Linked DNA regions of Mus musculus: regions 1, 3 and 4 are each linked to region 2. A link is a contact called in public Hi-C, HiChIP or PLAC-seq and promoter capture Hi-C data. All regions are on one chromosome and are shown on one strand. The core of a region is the stretch at or near the end of the contact, and the rest is flanking DNA. Distances in the headings are between cores, read along the strand shown. Region 1 overlaps Slco5a1 (solute carrier organic anion transporter family, member 5A1). Region 2 holds the start of Tram1 (translocating chain-associating membrane protein 1). Region 3 holds the start of Eya1 (EYA transcriptional coactivator and phosphatase 1). Region 4 has its middle 53 kb from the start of Gm39592.

Region 1 (3,639 bases), core at 1,124-3,623, 710 kb before region 2:
TTCCTTTTTAAAGAGGTATTTCAAAAAAGAATGTTACAATACCAAGAATAAAGCATGCAAAAAAACTACATGTAAAGGACCCTCCCCCTTTCTCAGCTGTACACCTGTTATTGTTTGTTACTGAGAATATCACAGACAAGATAATGACCTTGTTTATAATCATCACACATCTTAACTTCATGGTGACCTGGTCTAGTGAGTTTTTTCAACACTGAGAACTCTAGTTTTCATTATCGGTCTATAATCCAGTGAACTTCAAAACCACCATCTGAAGAAAAGCCAATGTTTCCTAGAAGCCCTCTAAACAAAGTTGGGAGGCCACTAAAATTGCATATATGGCTACCGTAAGATTGCAATCTCTCCTGAGAAGGCCAGGACCACACATCAGTGGGTACTGTCTTTGTCCTAAGGGTCTTCAGCAGCACAGTCATGCTCAAGTCTGGTCAAGTGTCTTCTTAACAAACTCCTCTGAACTTCTTACTGACCCATGCTGAGACTCTTTTCTGTGGCTCAGGGAAGAGACTCACCTCTCCCAAGCCGACTGAAGGAGGCTGTCAGGCCACTAAGTGACTCTTCTGAGGGCTGTGCCTTCCACTCTGACCCCAGAGCAGCTAACAAGATACACTTCAGATTTAACATCACAAAGGTACTTAGTGTGTGGAGATAATCAAGGCCTATAATTTATCTTTGAAGCTTCTGAAAATCCTAGAAGTTGAAGGTCTCTTGTCTGGGCTGTGTGTAACAGACATCTCTTCCAATTCCACAGGAAAGCATGTTTACTACATCATACACTCTTCGCCAAAAATTTGCCCCACCTCTAACTCATTCCCTTGCCTATGAGCCATTCCTTTTGATCCCTGGATCTGTTGGACACCACTCTGCTGCCATTGAGTCTTGCACGTACCTCTACTTTACCTACTAGCAATGAGCACTTAAAGCCTCCGCTATTTGTCACCCAACACACTCCTCGATCCAGAGCCTATTCCTTTTTATGCTTTGCAGCCTAAGAACTTTTACAACAGTCCACGAATGCTCCGTGCACAGAAGTAAGAGCTGGCTACGTTAAAGCAACACAGAAGGAGGGAAGGAAAATGAGGGACGAAATAAAACAGGGCATCTAACAGCTCACAAACAGGCCTGTGAACAGACTCTGTTAGGAATTTATTGAAGATAAGGCCTAGGGGCTGGAGAGATAGCTCAGTGGCTTATCGAGTTGGCTGATTAGCTTCCCAGAGCCCACATAGGCAGCTCACAGCCACCCTCACTCAGGCTCCAAAGGTTTCCCTAAGGCACCTCCACTCCCACACCCACACCTACACACAGACACACATACATACGCATAGTTAAAAATAATGAAAGTAAATCTTCAAAATGAAGCCGAGTAGTAAGATTAAATAGTAAGTTTCATAAAGAACTGAGAAGTCTTTTTCTTTTTAATTTGGGGAAAATCAAATTTGGATGGTTAGCTTAACTGTACTTCTGCAGCACCATGTAAATGACAAACATGGGCTGAGTAACGTTCACCAGGTGTTGTTCTCTCCTGGCTTAGTGGCGATTCTACAGGTGGTTCATCTTTTCCCCAAATTCATATCAAATAGCCCAACTCCCTTCAGAGAGTAGAGAGAAAATAAGTATTTTTTTCTCTTTTTCAACTCAATCATCACTTTGACAAATTCCTTTCTTTGAAAATATCTTTTTAACCAGGTAATATGGTATACACCTGTAATCACAACATTTGTGAGGAGGCAAGCTATCACTGGAAGTATGTACTTAAATTCCCTAACCCTAACCCTAACCCTATTCAGCAAGGACAATACACATTGCAAGACCCAGTCAAATACACATAAGAAAATGCAAAACCCCTAAACAACAACAAAAGTAGCACCTTTCAGTGTATGGCAAAAAGCACAAAGCATAATTATGAACTGTATGCAATTGTATCTGAAATCCTCTTTAGCCAGCACACTTTGAACAAAAGAATCTTCAAAAACCTTCCAAGTCTTTTTGATACCAAACAAGCCACACCAGGGGGTTTTGTTTGTTTGGTTGGTTGGTTTTGTTTTGTTTTGGTTTGTTTGTTTGTTTGTTTGTTTTTCCTGCTGGAGGGCATTGAAAGTAGTCAGCTTTAACCTCGCTGTCATCAACCCACACTAGCTGCAAACAGAATCCCAGGAGTGTGAGTGCTTCAGAAAAGAGACCATTTACCTTTCAAAACTAAACTGTGAATGAAAAACATGGACAATGGTTTTGATTAGTCAAGGTAAACAGCAGTAGAGGAAAAAGAGAAACTGCTGCTTAAGAGAAAATGAGCTTGAGGAAGTCAAAACAGTTCAGGTGGCGAATGGGCGGGGTGAGCAGGGGCGGGGCGAGTGGGTGGGGCGAGCAGGCGAGGGTGGGGCGCGCGCGCGCGGCGGCGGGCGGGCGGGCGGCCTCTGTGAACTTTGGTGACCTCTCCTTTTTTGCTTTTTAAGATCTTTGCCTCCGAAAACTCTACACGTGTACACCTCAATCAAGCCAATTAAATTACCCGAACACAGTAAGAACCTGAAAGTACGCTAAGTAAAATGCACCCGGTTTCTCTCACATTCCTGTCAAGAGGCATCAAGAGACCTAAACGCCAAGATAACAAACTCATTACAACGCTCGTGATATCGATTTCTTACAAGTTAAAAATCTGGGGGAATTGTGTACACCTTTGTAGTCAGAGTCAAAAGGAAACTAACCATCTTTTGTTTTGTCCAAGGAACTTGTCAACTTTTAGATGAATTAAAAAAAAAGAGAGAGAGAAGTGTTCTCTGATCTTGTCAGATTCTGTTACAACCATTAATTACCAAGTGACTCCACTTCTGTGTTCCGCTTCTGTTTTTAAAGGACCATAGCATTTGCCTGCTGTATAGAGGAATTAAGGGCACACTTGGAAATTCAGGGACATACCAAGTGTTCGCAACAAAACAAACTGCATTCCCAACCTGCTGTAAAGAGGAATTAAGGGCACACTTGGAAATTCAGGGACATACCAAGTGTTCGCAACAAAACAAACTGCATTCCCAACGCGAAGGGCCTTTCCTCATCTTCCACAGACCTACAGGGAAGGAGGAGAAAATGGTTTAGAACAATGGTTCCAAGAAAATGCCTGTCAAACCAAGCCTGCCTTAGGCAGAACCATAAGCTAAGAAAGGCACCTTCCCAGAACATTTAATCCACTAGAATCTACTAACAGTCACCAACCAAGATTCCCTTAGTAAATTCCAGGCTGTAGATGTCTCCATCAGAGACTGGTTAACTATCTCTGTGTTAATAGTGGGGGAGGGGTAAGGCTCTTGGCTGAAGGGAGAGCCCCTCTAAATGAGCCCCCCAAATCCCTTCTACTAAGAAAAAAATGTAAAAATTTACTCAAACCATTGCAGTCTCTTTTTCTCTGTCAGAATGTTCCAGAATTGAAGGTACATCTAACAAAAACCATCCTCATAATTCCTGCAAGATTGGAGAAAAGTAGCTGCTGGCTAGTTTTATGTCCACTTGACACAAGCTAGGAATATCTGAAAGGAGGGCATCTCAATAAAGAAAGTGCTTCTTTAAAATGTGGCTGTAGAGTGTTTTCTTCGTTGGTGATTGATGAGGGTTGGTGGTGCCATCTTG
Region 2 (3,286 bases), core at 269-2,768:
TATAATACTGTCAAACTTCTCTAAGCCGAATTACCTGATTCCTCAAACGGCAGCTGTGAGGCCTGTACAAGCGATGTAAGGGAGGATGAACAGCGTATCTGAGTTGGGTTATCTAGTAAGCGTTCTGACTAGTTCTATTTGCCCTTCACCCTGCAACCCTCCTTAGTTAAGTGGCTACAACCATCTGTGACACTATCAAGAACAAGAAGTACTTACATGTAGATTCAGAAAAGACTTTTGGAAGAGAAAAAACATCATATAACATAGAAAATTATCTAATGACACCAAATTGGCTCCATGGAAAACAAAAAACAAAATCGTAATCACTTTTCATCACTGGCTGTCTCATTTCATTAGTTCCTTGCTTTCAACTCAAACCTTTAAAGCTCGATTCTTCACAGCGGAAAAAGACTAGTAAAAATGGATGACAAAATATTTATCCTCACTAGGTTACATGCCAGGGAGAGAGGAGACAAAATGGTAATCATCAATATATCAATATATTTAATGAGACTCAGTGGCTTACAGATAAAAAAAAAAAAAATGGAAGGGGGAGGGGAGTGGGCGGAAGTACTGAGGAAGGTGGAAAAAAAAAAAAAACCCGTAGGATGTTACAGGTTCACCTTGCAAACTTTATTACCCACATTCAACAGCTGTTAAATAAGTCATCAAAATACTCAGATCTGTGGGAAGAGAATTTACACACTCCTGACAGTCTCATCGCCTCTGCTTCAAGAAAGGAAATCGCTCAACTCCTCAACACAGCTGTTGCGAGCCTCGCATCGGGATCAGACCCGATGCTCCGGGAACCCAGAGTCCAGAGCCCAGGCGGAAAGTTGGACGAGCGGCCGTCGGCGGGCAGGGGGCCACCGGGTTCGAACACCCGGTCCTCGCCCTCCGCGCAGGCAGCGGCCGAGGCCGTGGGTCGGGGTCGAGCAGGGGTCCCTGTTAGTCATCCGGCCCCGCTGCCCCGGCCCCGGGTCCGCCCATCGCGCAGGGCCAGCACGGCCGCGCCCGCCACCCCCGCCGGCCCCTCGCCGGCTGCCACGTAACCCTTCGCGGGAAGCAGGAACTGCGCGGCGCGGGAGGGGGCGGCGGGCCGGACCGGGCCAGGGCTGCAGGGCCGCGGGGGGCTGCGCAGCTCCGGCCGGGTACGCTAGGGTCGGCGGGCCTGGCCAGGGGTCCGGGGTCCGGGAAGGAGGGCTCACCTCGAACATAAGCCCCAGCAGGAAAAGCATCGCCAGGCAGGAGACGATGTCCGCGTGATTCTGCAGCAAGAATTCGTGGCTCAGCAGCGGCGGGTTCTTGTTGCTCTTCTTGCGAATCGCCATGGTGGAGCCGCCGCCTGTGCCTGCAGGTGCTTCCTCCGCCCCGCTCCGAGCTCTCGGCTGCTCACCGCCGCGCCGCCGCCTCCCGCTGGCTGCTCCGCACAGCCCCGCCGCAGCCGCTCGCTGGGGCTTCACTTCCCATCCCACAGCCAGTACGCAGCCGCCGGGGCGGCCCGAGAAAAAAAAAAAAAAAAAAAAAAAAAAAAAAAAAAAAAAAAAGGCCAGCCTGCAGCGGTGGCGAGCATGCGCACCAGGAAGAAACCGCGCGCTCGCGCCGTGGCCGCACCTGGTGGCCCACAGCGCCCCCTGTGGGCTGGAGGTCGCGGAACGCGAGTGGCGCGCGGAGGTTTCGCGCTGGGAGTTGGGAGTCGTTTGGGGCGCGAGCTTCCTGGGAATGGTTCATACCTTCGCGTGCTGCTGCAGCATGCACGGCTGCTGGGTGCCTTCGCGCCCTCCCGACCCACCCTGGCCTTGGTGCTACCACGTTCCACACTTGTTGGCCACTTGTGTAAGCGATAGCCACCGTCTAGAAAATTTGGAAAAACGAAGTAGCCTGCTTGTTCAAGGGCTTTTCGCGAGTTTGAGCCTTCCAACGTTGCTGTGGATGAGCTAGTGGTTGACTCCTGTAGTCCCATTGTTTGGGACGCTGAGGCAGGAGAAGTGCTCTGAGTTTAATACCATCCAGGGCTACATAGAAGCATCTTGTTTCTAAGTCAAAAATCAAAAACCAAAACCAAACCAAACCAAAAATCCCCTAAGTGTTAAACGCTTGCTTACCTCAGAGTTAAGCTCTTTTCTGTCCTGTCCAACTCCCCGGTCCCCACTGGAAGTTTAGATTTACTTGTTACATGGTATTAACACTACTTAGGAATCCCAAGAAATCGTGAAAAGGGATCCCTTGCCAAATCCTCCACTCTCCTACTTCTGTTTAACCCGGGGTATTTATTTTTTTCTGAAAAAGTGCACTACTTGCCCAGTCCAGAAGCTAAAATCCTAGGTTGCATCTTTTTATTAGCCTTTTGACATCTAATATAGCACCAAATCCAGGCAATTCAGTCTCTTTCCCTATTCCCACCGCTATAGTATAGCCAGGAGGGGGCCTGGCCTGGAATATTACATTTCCAGTGTAATCATGGTAGTTTAAAAAGGTGGTTACTGCCGGCAGTGGTCACACGGGCCTTTAATCCCAGTACTTGGGAGGCATAGGCAGGCGGATTTCTGAGTTCGAGGCCCGCCTGGTTTATAGAGTGAGTTCCAGGATAACCAGGACTACACAAAGAAACCCTGTTTTGAAAAATCAAAAAAAAAAAAGTGGTTATTGCGTCAATTTATTATTATGCTCAACTTATTGCCTGTGTTTCTACAGACAAGTTACTTCTATGAGGCTCAATTCCCTTACTTATGTATCCATTGGCTCAACAAGTAAGGATAGAGAGTTGACCTAGTAGAAACTTCACTGGGGATTCAGAACATAAGGGAAATGTCAAATTAACTGATCATTATGGGCTTACATTCTCATGCTGGAGAGAGAATCTTTTTAAAATATTTTAAAAGTGCAATGTGTTAAGTGGAGCTGAAGCACCAGGAGGAGAAGCTTAGGACAGCTGACGAGGAAGCAAAGCCAGTAGGTTTCATTTGTTGGGAGGGTGATGGCGTCCACCTCAATTATCCAAGGGGCTTCTTCAAGGCTCAAGAGAGCGGGGCACTAGACTTAGCTATTATTTTCCTTTCTGGTTAACATTGTGTTTTACTTAGTTCCAGGTCAGTTCCCACTTGCTCCCCATCTAGAATGTTCTTTGTGAAAGCACTGTTCTTTCCTGTTTTCTCCTTTTCTTTCATGGAAAACTATCCTTTCATGATCTGGTCCTGCTTGCCCAAAACAGGCTTGGTCTTGTCCTTCAGTCTCCCCCACTCCTGACTCTGATTTGCATTGCGGAAGACTAAGAAGCTATGGCATG
Region 3 (3,279 bases), core at 579-3,078, 720 kb after region 2:
CTTTTTCAAAAAATCATTTATCATGCCTGTGAAACTCACAGAGCAGCTGACTTTATTTGGCACTTAAAAGTTGAACTGAACGGTGGCTCAATTAGACTTCTATGTCTGTCACCACAAAGAGTTTTCAAAGGCTGAAAATCCACAGCTGCTTGCTTACTTACTAAACACTTTGGGCCTTAGGAGAACTCAAGCATCGAGAAAGTCAAATATTAAATGTTTGATCATATGAAGGCATGACTATTCCTGTGTGCATGTCCCCAAACTCTAAACAGAGCGGGGGAAAGACTCTCACAAGCATAAAATAAAACCTTCTCTGAAAGACATTAGAAAGACAACTTCAAACCTATACAGCTACACACCATGATTCCCAGCTAACAAGTTTCTATACCCCTGGCCATCTTAAGAAATGAAACTTAAAAACACTTGTCTAAACTCAATGACAGTTCATAATGTATTGAATTATTGCAAACGTTATGCTTAAATGTCTTCAAAATTCCTCCCAAGAGTGTAAGCCTATGAGTTGTTAGCAATTCAAATACTGATTTTGAAGGGCCGTGCTTTACACGAATATTCAAAAGTTTCAAAATCTGGAGTTTAGCTTCCAAGTGCATTCAAATCACAAAAAGGGCCAGAGAGGGACAAATACTTTAAGGGACCAAAGGCTTATTGTATCGAATACTGAAGATGAGCCTGCTTAGTAAAGTCTTTGATAAATTTGCTTTGGAACAAAAAGGTGTCCTTCTTGAAAACATAGTTATCAGCTCGTTGTTCATCTGCTGAGTTTTCCGTTGTAAACCTTTCCTCATTTATCAACCTAGCCGTAGAAAAAGTGATCTGTGTAATAAATACCACTAAGTATACCTTTCGTACCTATACATCTATGTATGGATATAACCCTGTTCAATACCACTCAATATTCTGGGGCTAGTGCAGCAATTAAGAAAAGATATGAAATAATTCCCCCGTCTGAGAATATTACCTAGTGTTCTACTTATCTATAAAAATCAGAACAAAAGTAGTTAATTTGCAATGATCCTTTAATGATCCTAATGGCTCCGATCATTTGGAGGGTAAAGATTACAATTTTACGACGGAACCCAGCGGCTTCTAAAGTCCCAGAAACAGTGTTATTGTTTTCCCCAAGCCACAGTGCTTTTTTTCTTTGAAAACAAACCAAAACCCTAATAAAGGCTCTCCAGTTATCTCGGGCTTTGCCCACCAGACAGTAAGTAGTACTTGGTCATTACAGTTTTTCAAACACCAGCTTGTACTTACAGCGCTCACATCTGCTGCCTCCACCGGTTTAGTGTGCTCCTTGGAGTTTTCTGTGTTAGCAGACCTCCATTCCTGACATAGTTTGGCTGCTGTGCAGGAACACGGGGACCCGGGAGCTCTCAGAGGCGCTGTGACGCGGCTGGCAGCGGAGCGCAGAGGCCGGGGATTGCCCGGCTCCCGGGGACTGCGCCCGGGCGCTGCTGCAGGCTCGGGCTGTGGAGCGACTGAGCGCGATCGCCTTCCCCAGGAAGGACCCCGCCACCGCGCACCGCCACAGGAAGGCTTCCAGTCGGAAGTGGCCCTGCACACTCGCTACCTCGCCGCAAGCTCGGAGCCATCAGCTCGCCGCGGTCTGTTTGGGAACGGCTTTGCGCCCCAGCGAACGGCAGCGGCAGATAGCATCTGAGACGCCTAGACAAAGAAACAGCAAAATCTCATCCCCCGATTTGTTTGCGCAGCCTTGTAGGTCTGCCCACGAAGCCTCGGGGCTTTTTGTTTTGTTTTGTTTTTGCAACGCAAACCACAGCTAGTCTCTTGTCCTAACCTTATTGGTTTAAATGCAACAATTGAGAGGAGCAGAGCTTGGTCTGACTCAACCTCGCTGCTTTAAAAAAAAATTTATTATGTAAATGACGCGCCCCATGATATCTGAATAAACAGCTGTGGGGGAAGAACTTGTGGGAACCTCTGTCAACACACACACATCCTCCCGCGCCAGTAGCTCCCAATTAAGATCTTTGGGGAGTAGTTGCATGTTATCTTTTACACTTTTTCAATACTTTTTTTAAAATTTTTTTTGAGGACCTGAAACTTAGGAGAACGGATACTTTTAACACTTTTTCCTAAAGTACCTACCTACTTACAGGTCTGGAGAAGATTTAAAAAAAAAAAGCTGTTTCTATGAAGTAGAGGGAGAATGGGCAAACGTGTTAGCTATTAGCAGCTTAACAATGAAAGCCTGGCGGAGGATTCTGCAAGGGTTGCTAGGAGGCCAAAGGCTTCAGTTCTTTGGCTAGGACCCAGATAATATTTCACCATTAACATTTTTAAATGGGTCTTGAGAAGAGATTCGTTTAGTCTGGAACTTGCTTTGCAACTTATCCTTTTAAAAACTCACAACCTTAATTCAGAATCTATGAGTTAGGCGTTCGTTCGGTGACACCTAGGAGCTGAGCTTCAGTTAACAAACTATGTTTTATCCAAGTCAAGGGTTTAGCCATTATGATAATTTGTAATCTTGAAAGAAGGCGTCTCCTTATATGGGTTAATATTTTGTCGGTCCTATATCACAGTTTAAATGCAAATGCAAACTAACACTCACTCTGAAATTAAGTCTGGATATGCATTTTAAGAAGGTATTTTTATCATCACCAATATTTCTATTCTATGTGCTCTTTTTATTAAAAAAAAAGTCTCCTTATTTTAATTTCTCACCTTGGTATGAACATGTTTTTACATCACAGTAACTTCACATCAACTAATAGAGGAGATAGATGGGTCCTACCTTAACTCTGCCAATTAGGAAACGAAAGCACCTTCAGATGATGCAAACAAAACCCAACTAAATGGTTCTAAGGACCAAAATTCCAAACAGGAGTTCTCCCTTCCCCTCCTAGAAAGGATGCCAGTCTAAATTCCTTGCAAAGGAGCACTTTGTCAAACCTAAGAGGCAGCTGGGACTTCAAACTCACCTAGGATTTCATCTTGTTCAGCACCAGCAAGGAACCATGAGCTAGGTATCTACCATATTTGGGAAGCCAGGTCAAAAAAACAGTTGATTGCTATTGGATCATATATGCAGCTGACATAGTTACGTTACCTCCTACAGCACTCTCTCAGACCAGAAGGATCAGTTATTCAACATACCAAAGTGCATGTGCAGAAAAAACAAAGTCTATTATGGAGTTTTCTGTTGCAGTCAGGTAAAATCTAATGCTACATTAGTTCTATTTACAATACCAAGCACCCAGACAGTAACTTCTTTTGCACTTAGATTTGTTACTA
Region 4 (3,659 bases), core at 702-3,201, 540 kb before region 2:
CATTTCCAGCAGAGGGCGCTTCGGTGCAGGTAGCCAGAACACCGAAGTCATCCAGTTTCTGGCCGCAAACTCAGATTACTAGATTGCCAACAGGGTTTCCAGAACGTGGGTAAAAGAGACTGAAGTGGCAATCCCCACGAAAACAAAAAAAACAAAACAAAACGGTCAAGGGTGCTTCGTACTGAAGTGGAAGGTGAGTGAGGCTGTGTGGGCAGATCGCAACCGTCATTTAGAACAAACCTGAAGCAGAGCGGTGTAAATGACTGTATTCCCAGCACTCAAGAGAATAGCTGGAGCTTTGGCCAGCCTACAGAGGAGACCCTGTGCTGTTCTCAGTATTCAGTTATGCTACCCTCTAATGAAGTACATTGTACTTCCTGGTAATTTCATTTTTATGAAAGGCAATACTGGATTCCTGCCTTTCTTCCTTTCTGCCTGTAGTCCGTTTTTAGGTTGATCAACAGGTTGACATTACACTTGTGACAATTCTCTTGCCTCACGGAACGATAACGTTTCAAAGGGGAAGACTAATTAGGATTGGTACCGTTAGTTTTTTGTCAACACAGCCAGAGTCATCTGGGAAGAGGGAACCTGAGCTGGGGGTTTACCTCCATCAGATCGTTTGTGAGTATGTCTGTAGGAAATGTTCTTAATCATTAATATCGGAGAGCCAGACCATCCCCGGTGGTGCCACTGCTGGGCCGGTAGTCCTGGGTGATACAAGGAGGCAGGTTTACTGGCTAGTAAGCAGCACTCCTTTGCAGGCTCTGCTCCACTCTCTCCTTCCTCCCTTCTGCCTTGAGTTCCTGTCTTGACTTCCCTCGGTGATGAGCTGTACCCTGAAAACCAGATAACTTGTCCTTAATTTACTTTTGGTCATGGTAGACTTTTTATTATTGTTGTTTTGTTGTTGTTGTTGTTGTTGTTGTTTTTATGTGTATGGGTGTTTTGCTTACAAGTATGTCTGGGCACCATATTCATGCACAGTGATGCCCAATGATTCCAGAAAAGGGCCGAGGATTCCCTGGGACTGGAGTTACAGAAAGTTAGGAGCTGCCATGTGTGTGCAGCGAATCAAACTCTGGCCTTCTGGAAGAGCAGCCAGTGCTCTTAACTGCTGATCCATCTTTCTAGCCCACTTCGTCACGTTGTTTATCACAGCAGTCGAAAGCAGACTAGGACATGATGGAAAGGAGTCAAAAGCTTGGTCAAGGGATCTTTAGAGATGGGAAGGGGAACTTTTTAAACGTTGGTCCTGCCATGCTCTCCCAGAGGCATGGTGCCTTCTCTGTCTTTCCTAGTGCTTTCCTTTGCAAAGCAAGCAAATATCATCTACTTTGGTGTTTTAAGAAATAGTACGGGGGGGCTGGTGAGATGGCTCAGTGGGTTAGAGCACCCGACTGCTCTTCCGAAGGTCCAGAGTTCAAATCCCAGCAACCACATGGTGGCTCACAACCATCCGTAACGAGATCTGACTCCCTCTTCTGGTGTGTCTGAAGACAGCTACAATGTACTTACATATAATAAATAAATAAATCTTTAAAAAAAAAAAAAAAAAAAAAAAAAGAAATAGTACGGGGCTGGTGAGATGGCTTAGTGGGTAAAAGCACCCGACTGCTCTTCCGAAGGTTCAAAGTTCAAATCCCAGCAACCACATGGTGGCTCACAATCACCCGTAATGAGATCTGACTCCCTCTTCTGAAGTGTCTAAAGACAGCTACAGTGTACATTATATGTAATAAATAAATGTTTTTTTTTTAAAAAGAAAGAAATAGTACATTTCTCAATGGCCTCGAGAATTAACCTGCAGGAAAAGGAAAATGCTGTGTTTCTTCTCCAAAAATCCTATAGGTGGCGCACAGACACCGGTTTCAAGTGATGGGTCCCAGCTTTGACCTTTCTGCCCAAGTCCGGTTTGTCGGGAACTCTTCTTCCTTCTGCCTCTACCCCCTGCCAGAATTACAGGGCTGCTCTTGGCTCTGAGTTGTTCGGTGTAAGTGAGAAAGCAAGCAGCACCTGCAGTCCTGAGGTGTCACCTAGCAGCTCCCTTCTAACAAGGCTGCGCTCCTCTTGGGAGGACATAGCCAAGAGTCACTGAAGGGCAAGCTCCCTCAAAGCTCCTCTCTAAGGTTAAATAGCAGCATGACCTCGACCCACCTCCTAACCTTAAGGTTCATATTCTCTCTGCAAAACATCAAGGGGGTCTGGAGGAACACTGAAGTCCCTCCTGCCGCATGGATTTTTTTGTTTTGGTTTTGGTTTCGAGACAGGGTTTCTCTGTATAGCCCTGGCTGTCCTGGAACTCACTTTGTAGACCAGGCTGGCCTCGAACTCAGAAATCCACCTGCCTCTGCTGGGATTAAAGGCGTGTGCCACCAACGCCCAGCTTTTTGTTTGTTTGTTTGTTTTTGTTTTTGTTTTTGTCCGCATGGATTTTTTTTTTTTTGTCCCCTACATAAAAGCAAAAATTCTAAATGGTCCCTAAGAAAAAAACTGAATGGATTTTGTGATACTGGGATCAAAATGTGTTATGACTGTCCCAGCTCAAAGACTAGTGTTGCCATGGAAATCTATCTTTCTTTCTTTCTTTCTTTCTTTCTTTCTTTCTTTCTTTCTCTCTCTCTCTCTCTCTCTCTCTCTCTCTCTCTCTCTCTCTCTCTCTCTCTCTTTCTCTCTTTCTCTCTTTCTCTCTTTCTCTCTTTCTTTCTCTCTTTCTTTCTTTCTTTCTTTCTTTCTTCTGAGACAGTCAGCAGCTCATTAACTCACAAGGCAACCCAGAAGACTTCTACAACGCTCCTAAGACGGACCGCCAACAATGCTGGTCCTAATGCTCCACTTGGGGGTGAGCCTTACTCCTCTTCCAATGGCTGACCAACTTGTCGATTATCAGGAACCAAAGCCCTGTGTGGCCCCTGCTTTACAGCCTCCTAAACACGTGCAGCAGACCCATGGCTTTTCTAGTGGCCAGAACAAAACACCTGGCACACCACTTAAGGAAGCAAGGATTGAGTTGGGCTCACTGGTTTCTTGTTGGTTGGTTTTGAGACAGGGTCTCAAACCTGACTGGCTGGAAGTCCCTATGTAGACCAGGCTGGCCTCAAACTCACCAATTTTTACCTGCCTCTACCTTGCAAGTGTTGAGATTACAGTTTGATGGTGTAAAGGAATGGTAGCCAGAACCTCCAGGATCATCCACCAAAGAGATGGGCTGGTGAGAACTGGTTTCCAGTTCCCCTTCTCCTTTTCACTAAGTCTGGGACTCCGTCTCAGGAAACAGGATGCCTACATTCAAGGTGGGTCTGCATGTCTCAGATAGACCTTTCTAGAAGTATCCCCATAGTCACACTCAATGATATGTTCCATGGTGACTCTGCTTTTGAGTTTTGAAACAGCATCTCACTCCTTATAGCCCAAGTTGGTCTGGAAATCATTATGTAGCCCAGTCTAGCCTGGAACTCCTGGAAATCCTTTTGCCTCGTGAGGCTGAGATTACAAGTGAGGGCCACCAGCACACCTGTCTAGAATCAAGGCAACTCTAAATTCAGTCAAGTTGACAATGCAGGTTCACCATCACACCCAGTCTGCTGTTCCTACTACCTATGAGTGGGTAAAATGTTCCAGATTTCAGATGAGTTCTAGATTTAGTTAGAGTAAATCTA

The links. Promoter capture Hi-C pulls out the DNA fragments that hold promoters and counts their contacts. Hi-C and Micro-C count contacts between places; a contact is called where the count stands out from the background. HiChIP or PLAC-seq counts read pairs in DNA pulled down with a chosen protein or histone mark.
Region 1: an H3K4me3 HiChIP or PLAC-seq map of craniofacial prominence shows a contact between it and region 2, with 5 times the contacts expected there. The contact joins the enhancer-like site here to the promoter of Tram1 in region 2. A contact is called at or near these places in 5 of 39 promoter capture datasets (the 3T3-L1 cell line, cranial neural crest, embryonic stem cells and 2 more), 3 of 484 Hi-C or Micro-C datasets (Th1 cells, embryonic stem cells and muscle stem cells), 2 of 115 datasets of contacts at active chromatin or transcription factors (craniofacial prominence and fibro-adipogenic progenitors) and 1 of 9 other capture datasets (adipose tissue).
Region 3: a promoter capture Hi-C map of pre-B cells shows a contact between it and region 2, with 2.1 times the contacts expected there. The contact joins the promoter of Eya1 here to the promoter of Tram1 in region 2.
Region 4: a contact with region 2 is called in a Hi-C map of embryonic stem cells, with 2.4 times the contacts expected there. The contact joins the enhancer-like site here to the promoter of Tram1 in region 2. A contact is called at or near these places in 9 of 39 promoter capture datasets (the 3T3-L1 cell line, cranial neural crest, embryonic stem cells and 4 more), 2 of 484 Hi-C or Micro-C datasets (cardiomyocytes and embryonic stem cells), 9 of 115 datasets of contacts at active chromatin or transcription factors (cardiomyocytes, craniofacial prominence, embryonic basal ganglia and 6 more) and 2 of 9 other capture datasets (adipose tissue and liver).

What each region holds. Positions count from the first base shown.
Region 1 is chr1:12,873,293-12,876,931 of GRCm38.p6, forward strand. Slco5a1 (solute carrier organic anion transporter family, member 5A1) reads right to left here. Exons shown (of 9, transcript NM_172841.2): 8 at 3,018-3,082. Among named protein-coding and RNA genes, the nearest start is that of Slco5a1, 120 kb to the right of the region's middle. Within about 2 kb of position 2,374, at least 45 of the 459 cell types and tissues checked have an H3K27ac peak or open chromatin away from gene starts, as enhancers often do. A contact at or near this core is called in craniofacial prominence, where this site is marked.
Region 2 is chr1:13,588,392-13,591,677 of GRCm38.p6, forward strand. Tram1 (translocating chain-associating membrane protein 1) reads right to left here and starts at 1,519. Exons shown (of 11, transcript NM_028173.5): 1 at 1,209-1,519. The coding sequence starts at 1,331.
Region 3 is chr1:14,308,371-14,311,649 of GRCm38.p6, forward strand. Eya1 (EYA transcriptional coactivator and phosphatase 1) reads right to left here and starts at 1,829. Exons shown (of 18, transcript NM_001310459.1): 1 at 1,276-1,829.
Region 4 is chr1:13,050,315-13,053,973 of GRCm38.p6, forward strand. No RefSeq gene overlaps it. Among named protein-coding and RNA genes, the nearest start is that of Gm39592, 53 kb to the right of the region's middle. Within about 2 kb of position 1,952, at least 13 of the 459 cell types and tissues checked have an H3K27ac peak or open chromatin away from gene starts, as enhancers often do. A contact at or near this core is called in embryonic stem cells, where this site is marked.